5 separate regions of the Mus musculus genome follow, and regions 2, 3, 4 and 5 are each linked to region 1. The links are chromatin contacts, called in public Hi-C and promoter capture Hi-C maps. All regions are on one chromosome and are shown on one strand. The core of a region is the stretch at or near the end of the contact, and the rest is flanking DNA. Distances in the headings are between cores, read along the strand shown. Region 1 holds the start of Aurka (aurora kinase A). Region 2 overlaps Gm46781 (a long non-coding RNA gene). Region 3 holds the start of Prelid3b (PRELI domain containing 3B). Region 4 holds the start of Ctsz (cathepsin Z). Region 5 holds the start of Bcas1os2 (breast carcinoma amplified sequence 1, opposite strand 2).

Evidence for each region. Promoter capture Hi-C pulls out the DNA fragments that hold promoters and counts their contacts. A called contact is a pair of places that touch in the nucleus more often than the background predicts. Capture Hi-C pulls out chosen DNA fragments and counts their contacts.
Region 2: a Hi-C map of CD8 T cells shows a contact between it and region 1, with 4 times the contacts expected there. The contact joins the enhancer-like site here to the promoter of Aurka in region 1. A contact is called at or near these places in 1 of 39 promoter capture datasets (pre-B cells), 1 of 484 Hi-C or Micro-C datasets (CD8 T cells), 1 of 115 datasets of contacts at active chromatin or transcription factors (large pre-B cells) and 1 of 9 other capture datasets (liver).
Region 3: a promoter capture Hi-C map of pre-B cells shows a contact between it and region 1, with 7 times the contacts expected there. The contact joins the promoter of Prelid3b here to the promoter of Aurka in region 1. A contact is called at or near these places in 5 of 39 promoter capture datasets (erythroid cells, liver, neutrophils and 1 more), 4 of 484 Hi-C or Micro-C datasets (B cells and the G1E-ER4 cell line) and 2 of 9 other capture datasets (adipose tissue and liver).
Region 4: a promoter capture Hi-C map of liver shows a contact between it and region 1, with 3 times the contacts expected there. The contact joins the promoter of Ctsz here to the promoter of Aurka in region 1. A contact is called at or near these places in 3 of 39 promoter capture datasets (liver and pre-B cells) and 1 of 115 datasets of contacts at active chromatin or transcription factors (bone marrow-derived dendritic cells).
Region 5: a promoter capture Hi-C map of liver shows a contact between it and region 1. The contact joins the promoter of Bcas1os2 here to the promoter of Aurka in region 1. A contact is called at or near these places in 3 of 39 promoter capture datasets (the 3T3-L1 cell line and hippocampal neurons), 2 of 115 datasets of contacts at active chromatin or transcription factors (astrocytes and large pre-B cells) and 1 of 9 other capture datasets (liver).

What each region holds. Positions count from the first base shown.
Region 1 is chr2:172,369,274-172,371,899 of GRCm38.p6, forward strand. Aurka (aurora kinase A) reads right to left here and starts at 1,297. Exons shown (of 9, transcript NM_001291185.1): 1 at 1,200-1,297. Cstf1 (cleavage stimulation factor, 3' pre-RNA, subunit 1) reads left to right here and starts at 1,730. Exons shown (of 6, transcript NM_024199.2): 1 at 1,730-1,754.
Region 2 is chr2:174,601,158-174,603,783 of GRCm38.p6, forward strand. It overlaps Gm46781 (a long non-coding RNA gene), which reads right to left. Exons shown (of 2, transcript XR_003953979.1): 2 at 1,655-2,116. It also overlaps a transcript of Zfp831 not described here. Among named protein-coding and RNA genes, the nearest start is that of Gm46781, 4.5 kb to the right of the region's middle. Within about 2 kb of position 1,319, at least 105 of the 459 cell types and tissues checked have an H3K27ac peak or open chromatin away from gene starts, as enhancers often do. A contact at or near this core is called in CD8 T cells and pre-B cells, where this site is marked.
Region 3 is chr2:174,471,609-174,474,234 of GRCm38.p6, forward strand. It overlaps Prelid3b (PRELI domain containing 3B), which reads right to left and starts at 1,333. Exons shown (of 6, transcript NM_025531.2): 1 at 1,224-1,333. The coding sequence starts at 1,255. Gm38546 (a long non-coding RNA gene) reads left to right here and starts at 1,403. Exons shown (of 2, transcript XR_867090.2): 1 at 1,403-1,981; 2 at 2,206-2,501.
Region 4 is chr2:174,437,734-174,440,359 of GRCm38.p6, forward strand. Ctsz (cathepsin Z) reads right to left here and starts at 1,306. Exons shown (of 6, transcript NM_022325.5): 1 at 1,017-1,306; 2 at 432-595. The coding sequence starts at 1,165.
Region 5 is chr2:170,355,033-170,357,658 of GRCm38.p6, forward strand. Bcas1os2 (breast carcinoma amplified sequence 1, opposite strand 2) reads left to right here and starts at 1,329. Exons shown (of 8, transcript NR_040610.1): 1 at 1,329-1,366; 2 at 1,766-1,887. It overlaps Bcas1 (breast carcinoma amplified sequence 1), which reads right to left. Exons shown (of 13, transcript NM_029815.2): 11 at 1,216-1,281.

The DNA of each region.
Region 1 (2,626 bases), core at 47-2,546:
CCCTGCAGTTTAGCTTTCCCATAATAGCTACACCAGGGTCTTATCCCTAAGAGGTTTCTATTTCCTGTATTTGCAGTGGAGCCAGGATTTGTTTGTTAGGTTTGGATTTTTTTTTTGAGACAGGGTCTCCCTGGGTAGTCCTGGCTGTTCTGGAACTCATTATGTAGGTAGACCAAGCTGGCCTTGAACTCACCGAGTTCCTCCCTCTGCCTCCAAAAGGCTGGGATTAAAAGAATGCAAGACCACACCTAACCTTTATGTTTGTGGTAGAGACAAGAGTTCCATGGATCCCAGGCTGGCCTTGAGCATGCTATACGGTGGAGGATTACTCTGAACTCCTGATCCTCCCGCCTGCAGTTCCGCAGTGCTAGGACCACAGAGGTCATCACCATCCTCGGGGTTCCAAGTGCTGGGAATGGAATCCAGGGCTGGCTAGGCAAGCACCCTACTAACTGAACTACATCCCCAGACAGGCTCTCACTTATTAGCTGTGGCTGGCCTTAAATCGAAGGCTAACCTCCTGCCTCAGACTGCTGATGTAAGCAACCACACATTTAGGTGTGTGTGTGTGTGTGTGTGTGTGTGTGTGTGTGTGTGTGGTGGGGATGGAGGTGTTGAGGTAGGGACGTATGTGGATGTAATTTAGGCTGGTTTTTCGGACCTACTGTGTAGCTGAGGATGACCTTTGACTTGATCCTGCCTCCACCACCTTACTGTTGGAATAAACAGCGGCGGCCACCACGAAGGCAGTGTTCAATCCTAAAACTTCTGGAATATTCTACAAACTGAGCTTTAGCGGGTCTGCGCTTTGAAACAGACCCTCAAGTAGTCCCGACATAAACTGCTCAGAAGGCTGCGGGAAGAGCAGCACCAGTCCTGGGCACTCTACGAGGGAACTCCCGTTCATCCACAGACTCGTCGAGTCGACTTAGACTCTGATTCTCCACCCGAAGCAGTCCCCAATAAGCCGCAGTTCCCGCATCCACCATCGGTTTGCAAATTACTCGGTTAGCTGATGGTCTGGATCCCCATTCCCACAAGAACCTAAAACCAAGCCGGGAAATCTTAAACGTCTGGACCTTTCTTAAACAGAATGCAAACCCACTGAGACAGTCCATTACCCCGACGCCACACAGCCTTCCCTATCCGTTTGCAGCATCCAGGCTCGCCCTCAACAGCCATGTCCCTTTCCAACTCACAGGCAGGAACCTGCTCCCGACCGAAGCCTCCAAGCGATCCCGGTAGCTCAGCCGTTACAATTCAAAGGTTCTCCTTTTAAAATAGGAGTCAAACCCTCTACTCCAAGAGCTGATTGGCTAGAGCCGGAGCAATGCCGTTCTGTGATTGGCTCACCGTAAACGCGACTATGGGAAGCTCGTTCCCTGCCGTAGCTGGGCGCAGGCGCACTGAGCTGTCGGAGCCCGGAAGTGGTGCACCAACGGCCCGTCCGATCTGCGGCCGTTCTATCGCCCGCCGTGCTCCCCAGGATCAGGCGTTCGCCAGTCACACACAGCCCTTTGGATTCAAGGCAGTCGCGGAGGTGATTAGTTCGGAGACGGTGAATGAGCGTCTCGAACGTGCCAGTGAGTAAGATGGCGAGAAGGGCAGACTTGCGAGGGAGCAGGGATGCTCGGCGCTCGGCTGCATGCCCTTTGCACGTGCGCACTGGGTGTGCACTCCGAGCGATCGATCGGGCACGATTCGCTCCTCCATTTTTCTAGAAGAGAGCGGGAGACCGAGACCCTGATCTGCGGGTACGGGGTCAAGGGGGCGTAAGGAAGCGGGCTAGTGTGGTTGGCTAGGGTCTGTAGTGGATCACGTGAAGGACCGGGGCTAACGGAGAGGATGGCAGGAGGCCGCTCGCCCCAAGTCCGTGTCCTAGAGTTGGCCGGCCCGGCCTGCACCCCGGCTCTCAAAGGGCCTCGGTCCCGGTGGGTCCAAGCCGGAATTCCGCCCTGAGCAGAAGTGGTCGCGCGGCTTCGCTTTGGGCCCCCTGCATTCCCCGGTGTTAGCTTTCCGGGGGCGAGCTCCTCCGGTCTCGTGCCTCGGTGTCCCCTCCGGGAAGGATATAAGTTATCTGTGTCCCATTGGAAGTTAAGCGGGGAGTTAAGTAAAGGCTCAACCTCCTTCTCCCACCCCCGTTTTCTTTAAATGTCGTGATACAACCCCAGATGTTTCCTGACAGGAGTAAAGATGATAGGTCAAATGGTTAAGTTCTGGGCTCTGGAGTGTGCAGGCTCCCCCTCAACTTTGAGGGGAAGGGGAGGGCTTAACTTGAACGGGTGCCCTAGATTCTTAGAACACATTTCACCCTCTGTTGTGTCCCAATATCTTATGCAGGGGTAGATTTGTATTCATTTCTTTCTTTTTAAAAAAAAACTTATTTAGCTTTATTTTACATGCATTGGTGTCTAGGTGGCAGGCCCCTTGGAACTGGAGTTAGAGACAGTTGTAAGCCGCCATGGGAATTGAACCCAGGTCCTTTGGAAGAGCAGACAGTGCTCTTAACCACTGAGCCATCTTTCCAGCCCCCATTTCTTTCTAATGAACACGAATATATTGAATAGCTTCGTTTAGTGATTGGATGCTAATTAGGTGCTTGGCACCGCATCTGCCAGTAGGACCT
Region 2 (2,626 bases), core at 69-2,568, 2.2 Mb after region 1:
TGGCCACTTTCTTTCAGTCCTCCTCTGAAGCACCTTCGACCTAGGAGAAGGGGGCTAGATGGATGCTATAGGCGGGGCACACTGTTCATGAGGGACAGATGCGAAGGACAGGTCTCCATTAGTTATGAAATCCTCTGGTCCCTTCTAGGCTAGCCATACTTGAACCACAGGTACACAGTTACATCTTGGTGAAGCCAAGAGGAAAATGGTTTTTCGAGGTGCCTGGCCTCTGTTGGAGGTCTGACCATAGCATGCCATTAGCAACCTGTGAGAGCCCAAGGGGTTACTTCAGTGCCCCAGCTGCTGTGGATGCTTAGGGTTTAACCATTCACATGGAAGCAGACATGGTGGAAACATATGTTCCCAGAAGGAAGATCTGTCTCATGAAGGTGGTGGGGGCAGGGAAAAGTGATGCCTTGTGTTACGTCATCTTTGCAACTTGCCCGAAGGGTGGGGCCTGCCCAGTGCTACTTTATGGGAAGAATGTGGAGTCTTGTGTTTTAAGTTTTGGATTTTTATCTCTCAATACACTCCATGATCTATCCTCTGGTCTTACCGTACAATTCCTCTTCTTCACAAATCTCGAAGGAAACTGTCACTCTTGGGTGAGCCACATGTTTTCTAATAGTGTCCCTGTTCCCCAGGGTGAAAAGCTTGTCCTGGCAAAGCCCTTAGATGCAGAGCTCTCCCTAGTTACCACACATGGCTCATAGGCAAGCTTGACGGGCGTTCTCTAGTCTTTCCTGGTTCTCAGGTAGCCTAGGATGGTCCGGAACGTGCTACATAGTTGAGAATGACCTAGACAGTCTGATCTTCCTGCTGCCACCTTCTGATGGTGGGATGACAGGTGTGCTATGCACTCTGCAGATCACAAACCCAGGGCCTGATGCATGCTAGACAAGCGCTCTACCAACTGAGCCACACTTCCATCCCTGGCTCCTTCAGTCATGGCTCTGAGGAGCCAGTAGAACTGGGGCTTAACCTCAGATGCTGAGCTCTGCCCCATCCTGCATGGTGCCTAGCTTAGATAAAGACTTAAAGACTGTAATGGAGTAAGTCTAGCATCATACCGAATATGAATCAAGGAAAGCAGAATGCAGCCTGACGGAGAGCTCTCTGTAGATAACCATGGGGCTGGATTCCTGCTCCAGCCCCTGGACTGACACAGCCTGGCCCACATGCAGCCCCCTTCCACCACCAGCCCTCCCGCCCCAAGCTGTAGCCCCTGCCACAGCTTGCCTCTTCCTCTGTGACCTGCCACAGGCCTCACATCCTGTGAGGAGGCCCTAGAAACCAGTTCTGTTGATGAAAACACTCGCGCTCTTCACCACAGGAAGCATGGGCCTCACGTTCACAGTGATAACCGCCCAGTCTCTTCACAGAGAGTAGAGGGGAGCACAGACTAGCTTTGTACCTAGATTAGGAAGCATGTGTTCCCTCCCCTCCCCCTCAACAATTCTCAATTCACCTCACATGAAGCCTCCTGCCCCCCCTGCTTCCTATCCGAGAGTAGGAAGCAGGACATTTGGGAAACAGAGACCATGTCCCCCAGAGCTTTGTAAGAACAGTAAGAAAACAGGATATTAGTAATGACAGGAGCCCCCTGGCCTCGGCCCCAGGTAAGGCGTTTAGATAAAAATCTAGGACACCCGGCTAAATTTTAAATTTCAATTAAACAGTGACTATTGTCTTGATACAAGAAGGTCGTATAGAAGCAGTTCTTCCTAAAACACTACTCAACTGTTCCCAGGAAATATCAATTTAACTAAGAGTCCTGTAGTTTTGAGTTTGTGACAACTAGTCACTGAGGCCTAGGGAACCGACTTCTTCACCCAGAGGCCGTTCTGAGCCCTGTGCTGCAAATCAAGAGCTCCCTCCATGCAAGCAATACTTCACTCTGGACATTTTACATCGGGAGTTTTTGTACAGAGCTGTCTTGGTATGCATTGTCCAGAGGAGAAACTGAGGCTGTGAGGCTGTGCGAGTTGCTGAAGTGATCTGATCTGATCTGCCAGCTCCTAGACCGTCTCCATGCGTAGTACTCACTGGCAGTGGGTGGGCGAGCGGCGGCGCCAACTTCAGAGAGGCAGTAATAACAGGTTAGCTTGGGAAAGCTCTGTGCAGAGATGGGAAGGGTTGTGTCAACACATGCAAATTATATGCAAATACACTTGGCCCTCCTGGCAGGCTCACCTAGGTGGGAGATCCATGAGCAGTCCCCCATTGCCCATGGGCTTCTAACAGGGGCAAGGGTAACAGGTTGATAGCCCCTTGTGTTCCCAGCGCACGTGGGCTGGGGTGAGTGCACACCCGAGTTCTCGTGTTCTCTCTTCTCGGATGTGGATGTGAGGGGGCTGGTGTGGAGGTGGATACATGAGGCTATGGGGCGTGGTGATGTGTGCGTGACCTGCCACCTTGATCTGTGTATTCCCAGCAAGCCACAGGGCTCCTGTCTCCTCAGATAACCTCCTCCAAAGCTTTGGTGTTGCTCTATGGAGAGAAGGAAGCATCCCCTTGGGACTGTGTCTACTGAGATGCCCTAGGACCAGAGAGAGTCCTTGGAGGATAATCCTTTTCTCAACAATACTACAATTAGCATTGATGCTATACCTGGCCCTGCGGCTAA
Region 3 (2,626 bases), core at 83-2,582, 2.1 Mb after region 1:
TTCTGAAACAGACAGCATCCTAAGGACCACAGCCCCTCAGTCCCAGAAGTGGTACAAACGTTGAGAGTCCCTTCTAGTTCTAGTAGTTTGTCCTTTCTGGGACACAGCAGGTACTCAGATATGATCTACTATGTAAAACTTCTTTTACAATTACCCTCAGTAATCAGGATTGGCATTTGTAGATTAAAAGGCACCATAAAGCTATACTATTAAAACAGTGTGGCAACATTGGCCAAGTGAGTGAAGGAGCTCAGATCATCTGGAAGTGGTTTCGGATGTAAGTCAACAATAACTATGACAAGATGACATTGTAGAATAGAGCACAATAAATCAGTCAGAAAGGAGGGCTGGAACAAGGCGTAAACCAGTTATTTAGGTAGAAAGCTCTGTTGTTCTTGTGTGTGGCACCATGAACCTGGGTGGTATAATTCCCAACACCCCACTGACTCTGATCCTGTTTCCCACTATAAGTTCAGAGAACCATAAAGCTGTGACTGGATGTGATAGCAGACACTGGCTATCAGTCAGCTGTCATGGCTGAGAGGAATAGGAAACAGAGGTGACAAATTATCTGCAAGAGCAGGCCCTGGTCTCTAGATCAAGAGATCTTGATCAAGAAATCAAGAGATCTGCTCTCCAGATTGACTGTCATCAATGTTTGGCATCATGGTAGCATGAGCTGAGACCAACAGGAAGACACTCCACGTGGGTGGCCAGCTTTCTAGATGTCCGTGGGGGTGAGGGGCGCTATAACATGGGGGATTTCAGTCAGAACAACCCAGGTCACTCAGGCCATCATGCCATCACTGGGGTTCAGCCACGACACCGTGAGTCTGTCAGGTATCAGTCAGGGCACTCCAGCCACCACAAGCCGTCGGGGTTCAGTCAGGTCCCGGTGAGTCTGTCAGGTATCAGTCAGGAAACTCCAGGATACCCTGGATACGTCGGCGCTCAGGACACCCCAAAACCCTGTGAAGCCCTCGGGCCTCGTGCTCTGTGACCCCTGGAGTCACTTCCGGATCAGGCTCGACGGCCCGCTCTTGTCTTCCGTCAGTGGCGACGGTGTGGGAGGAATTCCCAGGCCTGGGGACAGGGAGCCCTAGCTCGGGTCGGGGTCGTGACCTTGGCGATCCCCCCGAGTCCCGAGCTCCGCTTGTCTCGCTACACCCGACGCCAGGAAGTTCCCCGAGGGCGCCGGAGGCGGGCGCCGCACCCACACTCACTCAAAGACGTGCTCCGAAGTCCAGATCTTCATGGTGCCAGCTGCCTGCCCGGTGTCCCTCAGTGTCCGGGGACAGTGAGGCACAGAAGTTCGCCGGCCCCGCCCCGTCCCGGCCGGCCGGCCTCGCAGCGCGCAGGCGCCGTCGAGCCAGGCGCTAGGACGCCCGGAAGTGCCATCCCGCGGCCTAGCCAAGCCGGGTTTGGCTCCGCCCCGCGGCGCAGTCCTGCCCAGTCTTCTTGGCTCAGAGCAACCAAGCCCCGCCCCCCATGCTCGGCGCAATCAAGTCCCTCCTTCGTGAAGGCTCAGTGCGCCGGCGCAGAGCCGAAAAGTGAGGCGGCCGGCCGGCGCCGCACTACGCATGCGCGGGCCTTGGCGGCGGGACTTTTTGGCTGGTTTGGCGGGTTGCTGATATGTGTCTAAAGTTCTCATTGGATGTGGCTGAGCCTGGCGGCGTTTGCCAGAGTACGGTTTTGTGGTGTGGTCTTAGAGAGTTAGTCCCACCTCTTCAATCTAAGCAGTGGGGTGGCGGGACAGGGGTGGTTTCAATCAGCACCCGTGCCCTTGCCAGCCCAGGGTTGGTTACCCTTGGTGGAACAGGCCACCCAGACAGGGCTGGACCAATTGCTCTACGGTCATAGGTCATCTCCATCACCATTTCTCAGTGATGCCCACGCCCTCCTGTGCCTCCACAACTTCCTGTTACATATTCCTCAGCAATTACCACTCTGGAGTCATCTTGTTTATCTGTTAGCTCCCATTGTAAGTCATCCCCCAGAAAGCCAGCCCTGGCCTGTCTCCATCATGGCACTCAGCACCTCTGGATAGCAGGGGTTTAAAGGTTATTGAAAATGAAATAGTTATTTGAGGAATGAATTAATTAGGCCATTTAGTTTATCTGCTTGACTTCTAGTCTGTAGGCACGTGAGGGTGAGGCTCTTGCTAGGCTTGTTCAGTGATTTCCTCCCTGTACCTAATAATTACAGATGACATTCGTGAGAGAATGACTAAGAAGTGAGGGGGCAGGAGCGGATGGCATGTGGTTCTATTCAGAGATGTGCCGGGTAAGATGGACGAACTGCTTGGCTTGGGTTTCAGGTGTAGCTTCCCACCTCTGCGCACCCTGTTCCCCGCATCCTGTGCCTCCCGACAGAACAATTTGCCTTTTGAAATGACAGTTGGAGGAAAATCTTTGCATCTCGGTACTTAAAGAGCTACTTAGAATTACCCTTTGTCCCTAGTTTGTTCAATTGTTAAAAACAAATAAAGCCAGGTTAATTTAGGAGGGTGGATCATTTTTTTTTTTAAAATAGCCAAAGCAGTTTATATTTTAAAAGATAGAAAAATTATATTAGACAGGAAGGAAATAATATGGTTGGTAGCTGCTAAGTGTAATTTGTTTTACCT
Region 4 (2,626 bases), core at 56-2,555, 2.1 Mb after region 1:
TCGTACTGGGGAACATGTTCACCTCAAATGCCAGCTGCTACTGAGAAGCAGTTTCACTTCCACGCCCCACAAACCAACTGTGAACTCAGTGATTTTGCAACACCGGTCCCATGGTTCTCAATGGCTGAAGTCACAAGTTCTGAGGAAGGGAAGGTTCCTGGGAGCCACTTGTCACCAGATTCCAGCCCAAGCCTGTCCCACAGAGGCCCTAGTAGGCCCACAGGAGAGAACTCCAGAATGACACAGCCACCTCACTCTGGCTGAGGGGAAATCCAAGTCTGAATCATGGTACAGGGCCATGGGCCCCTGTAGCCCCGGGCTATGGCTATCATGGCTCACCTAAAGGTAGATTGGATGGTGAAGTGCAGCCACCCACCTGGCCAAGATACTGGCCCTGCCCTAGGCTTAGCATGGAGCGCCAGGCCACCTACCTGCCATGGCACTGGTGCTGCCGTGGGCCCAGCAGGAACCACAGTACTGTGGGATGTGCTGGTTCCTGGTGACGCTGGCATAGTTGACACCGTTCACATTTCTCCAGTCCCAATTCTTGGGGAGATCCGCTGGGGACAGGTACTCATGCGGCCGAGGATAAGTCCTGGGAGGACATCATGGCAATGGAAACCAACTCTGGAACGCATAGGGCCTCCCCTCTCCCTACCCCCACCAGGGCCACAAATCCAGTCATTTCTCCTGTTGGCCTTCTTCCCAAACTGTGGTCGGTTCAGAACTTGACCCAGAAGAGCCACCAGCAGAACCCAGGACTATTGGAAGCTGAATGTGACAGAGCATCTCCGAAATACGCTAATGCTCACTAACAAAGGCAGTAGAGGCGAGAACTGCCCAAACCAGCAAACCCCAGAGCTCCCCGGATGTGAAAATCATCCCAAAAGGAAGGGATGGGATTTGTGCTTCCCAGGCCTAATGAGGGAGGATGGGGCAAGGTCCCAAGTGTCAGGGGGTGCGCGCCTGGCCTAGAAGTTGACCCTTTTCCTCCCTAGGCACAGCCCCGCGCCCACCTGCGCCCCAGCAGAGCCAGCTGGTCCCCGCGAATGGGATGGTAGCAAGTCTGGCCCGAGCGGAAGTAGAGTCTGGCCCGTGCCGCACTCGCCAACAGCAACATCAGCAGCACCAGGGGCAGCTGCTGCACCGACCCCGACGACGCCATGCTCCTGCTCCGGGCCAATTCGGATCCTGGATCACGCGCAGCACCTTCGACCTCTTGACCCGACCCGCAGGCCCACGCGCTCGGGACGCCCCGCCCGGTCCTTTAGGAGGCGCCCAAGTTGGACACACCCCGAGGGCGGGGCCTTCCCCGCTGCTCCTGCCCCCGCCCCGCCCCGCTCGGCAGCCCCCAGGAGATAATCTGCCTCACTAGGAATCAAACAACCGGATCAGCAGAACCTGGGGTCACACAACCAGACCCCAGACCTGACAGTGCCACCAGCCATTGTGATAACACGGACTGACAGCAAAACTTAAGTTTACTATTCAGAGACCCAGGCATCCTGGAGCAGGGTAGGGCTCAGCAGGCTTCCATTGGCCCACTCAGCCCAGATTCTTTTGTTTCTCTGCTCTGGAGTGTGGTGCAGTGTCCCATTAGGTTAGGTCTCCCTAGGAGCGCACAGAGATATCCTGAGGCTGGAAGAAGGTGTGGGTCATACCCAGCATTGGACTCTAGCCTGGCTTTCTGAGCCCCTCCTCTCCACCCCCCAAGACCCAGGCTTTTCCTGAAGAGACAGCTCTCCTTCACAGAGAAGGATCCTTCCAGGATTACTCTTTTCTTTTTTCTTTTTTTTCTTTTTTTTCACTTGGCACATATATCGTGAGTCCCTGGGGTTCTGGAAAGGGTCCCTGCTAACCAGACTCTTCCAAGATGAGGAACTGAGAAAGAAGTGGGACCTGGCCAGCCTAGGTTTCGTAATGGGAGAATTTCCCCTTCCCCCTGTGCCCCGTGAGCTATTGTCAGCAGTCCCAGGCCACAAAGCTATCTCTTCTTCTGTAAGAAACATCCCCTGGTGTTTTATCTCAGGCTCTCTCCAGGTGGTGGGTGTGAGATTCCTGATGCGCGATGGCCAGTGGGGCTACAGCCATTCCTCTGTCTGTGGATAGGGGCAGTCAGAAATCATAATGGCTGTCTTGCTGCCTGCCTTTCCAGATCACCCAGGATTCCAACAAGACTCAAAAGCCTGCTGGATACCTCCTGTCAGAGAGCAGAACAAGACCTCAGAAGCAAACTTGGGGCTACCCTTAACAACGCAAGAGTTTTGTTCCCTGTTGCTATAAAGTAGTCACGGAGGCAAATGAACACTGGCATCTGTATGTTGAAATCTTTCATCCTGGGGGGTCATGGCAACCTCTCCCTTCTGCTGGGTGGTAAGTAGCCTGGTAGGAATGAGGGCCTCCCAAGGCCCAGGCAGAGACCTGAGTTCCCTAAGCCAGTTCTCCCCAGTAGTGACCATGCATTGACCTTAGAGCCCTTCGGTCCACTCTGGGGGAGTGTCGCCTCCCACGTGGGTTCCACATGGGCTCTCTCTCGCAGGAAGGGGACAATTGGTCTTGGCGATTCTATGGCATCCCACAGGCAAGGTCTAGTGAAGAGCACAATAGGGCAGCAGCGTTTATCGGG
Region 5 (2,626 bases), core at 79-2,578, 2.0 Mb before region 1:
CTAGGAAGAGACACCAGGGGGCACTCTTCTTCCCTCGTTCCTCCTCTTTCCTCCCGTTTCCCCTGCAAGGTGGAAGGCAGCCATTTGCATGCAAGGGAGAGAACCTCGCCAATACTTTGCTTGTAGCCTTTCCAGCCAACAGAAACGTGTGAGAGAAATTCCTGTGGTTTGAGTCACTCACTGTATGGCGTTTCGCTCTGGCAGCCTACCCTGACATTAAATTGTTTATTGAGCCTCCACACCAGGAGTGTTCCTAGTGCTTGCCCAGTACTGATTCATCTAGGCAGGACGCTTGCTCTATGGAGTCTGCGTCCCCTACATCCTCCTAGGTAAGGGAACTGAGGGACTGGGAGATTGGCAATCTTTCCAAACAACTATAGCAAAAAAATCCATAAAAACAAGCAAACAGAAAAACCCTTTAAGCCAGGATCAGACCCAGTCCCTTTGAGTCTAAAACACAGGCTTTTAAGCACTTCTTTGTATTATTAAAGTTAACAAAAGAGCTCTGATATTTTTTATGGAAGTATCTATTTAAATTAAAAGAGTGCTGTATTATAAAATAGGGGGTTAGTAATGATGTTGAACAGCTAATTTTCCTCCCTCTGCCTCCTAAGTGCTGGGATTGCAGGCGTGTGCTACCATGCCTGGTTCTATGCAGTGCCAGGATGGAGCCCAGGGCTTCCCATGTGTGAGGCAAACCCTGTACGAAGAGGGCTGCGGGCCACCACCCAGCCCATGGTCTCATTTTTAAAGGAAGGCACCTGCACAGATGTCAAGCGTTCTGTTTGTCAATAGTAAAGAAAGCAAGGAGATGAGCATTGTTGATCTAATAAGTCTCTGTGCCAGACACCACAGAAGATGAGAGAAACCTAGAAGCACCTGCTTGCTCTACAATGTTCCAGACATGGGTGGGAAGGATCAGGAGAGACATGAGAATTGTTACAGCACCAAGAAGGGAGCAAACTCTATGACAGGGATGACCGCGGGGCACAGGAGCTCTTTGAGGAGGTGACATTTCTGCTAACACTGGAAGTCTGGGAAGAAACTTTCTACATGGAGAGAGAAGCGCTGAGGACTCGCCCCATACCATGTCTGTAGAGCCCAATACTGCTGGGTATACAGTGGGTGCTTAACCAGGCAATGTTTCACAAGTGGATATGAACTTCCAGGTCGCGAGGCTGAACCTGCCCGCAGGCTGAGTTCACGGTCACTTACTTGGCAGCTGGAGTCTTTCACGTTACTTTCTTCCGAGCGGGGGATCCCTTCGCTCGATCTCACTGACTACAACAACAAACAGACAGTATCCTTTCAGTAACCACAGCAACGGTGCACAGGTGCACGCACGACGACGATGACAATGACGACGGTGAACCCCCCTCATTTATCCTTGATATTTAGGATACAGACAGGAATGGAAAGGGGTCACTCGGAGAGCTGGGGCTGTGTCATCAGAGTCTGCTGAATTCAAGTATTAGCGTCCCGAAGGAACAACAATCAATCAAACAAATAAATGAAATAAAAATTATATATGAGCTAAATAGACATTTGCTCCTGTCTCCCCAGGAAAACACTTGTAAACCCAGCATTTAGGGGCGGGGGCAGTAGGACTATGAGATAGCCTAGGCTAAATGAGATCCTCTTTCAGAAGAAGGAGGGGAAGAAAGTAATGTTGGAAGGAAAAGGAGGTTAGAGATATGAGTGAATGAATGAATAAATGAATGAACTTGCCTGCTAACTTTTTTTTTTTTTTTTTTGCTACTTTTAGGCAGTGGAGGAGAGTTGAGTTAATGAGCACCCATCCTCCATCCTTTAGCGCCCCCTAGAGCCAGTGGCTTCCTCAACAGGGCGGTACCTAGTCAAATCTGCATCTTTGATTCCTTCAACCAGGTGAGCTAAGCAACCGGTTCCAAAGGTGTGGCCACAGGCCCAGAGGCACCAGACTCACCAGGGGACTCGTTAGAGAGATGTAAGTTCTTCACATCTGCTTAGATCCAGATCCACAGAATCAGAAACTCTGGGCCTGGGGCTCAGCCACCCGTGTTTAACAAGCTCCTCAGGGGGCTCTGAGCTGTGCTCTAACTGGCCACAAACTGTGCTGGTGCGCTCAAACTCCCACGTGACGTGAGGATGCGCGCTCATTGGTTAGTATCATCTCCTCCCAGCTGCTCAGGAAGCGGGGACTCCCAACTGCACCGCTATCAACTGGGATGTTCTCTTAGCAGACAGCACACACTCACAGAGCACAGCACAGCTCAGAACACTTCATCCTGATAACATGAGAGGCGGGTCGGGAGCTGGCCGGGTGGCTAAAGCACCTTCCATGCAAGCGGCAGGTGTGAAGACAGAGCCCAGACCCCAAGAGGCTGGGTGGGCATGGCGGCCATTTGTGATTCCAGTGCACTGGAGGAAGGTGGAAACAGGATTCCTGGCTAACATAGGCTAGTTGTATCTGAGAGCCCCTGGTTCAACCAAGAGACCACACCCTTAACACGTAAGGAAGACTCTCAACATCAGCCTCAGGTGCACATGTGCACAGGTACAGGCAAACATATATAAGCACACATACCAGACACGCACGACAAAGAAAACCTTACAGGAGCTCAAATGCATTCTGAGGGATTAGTGT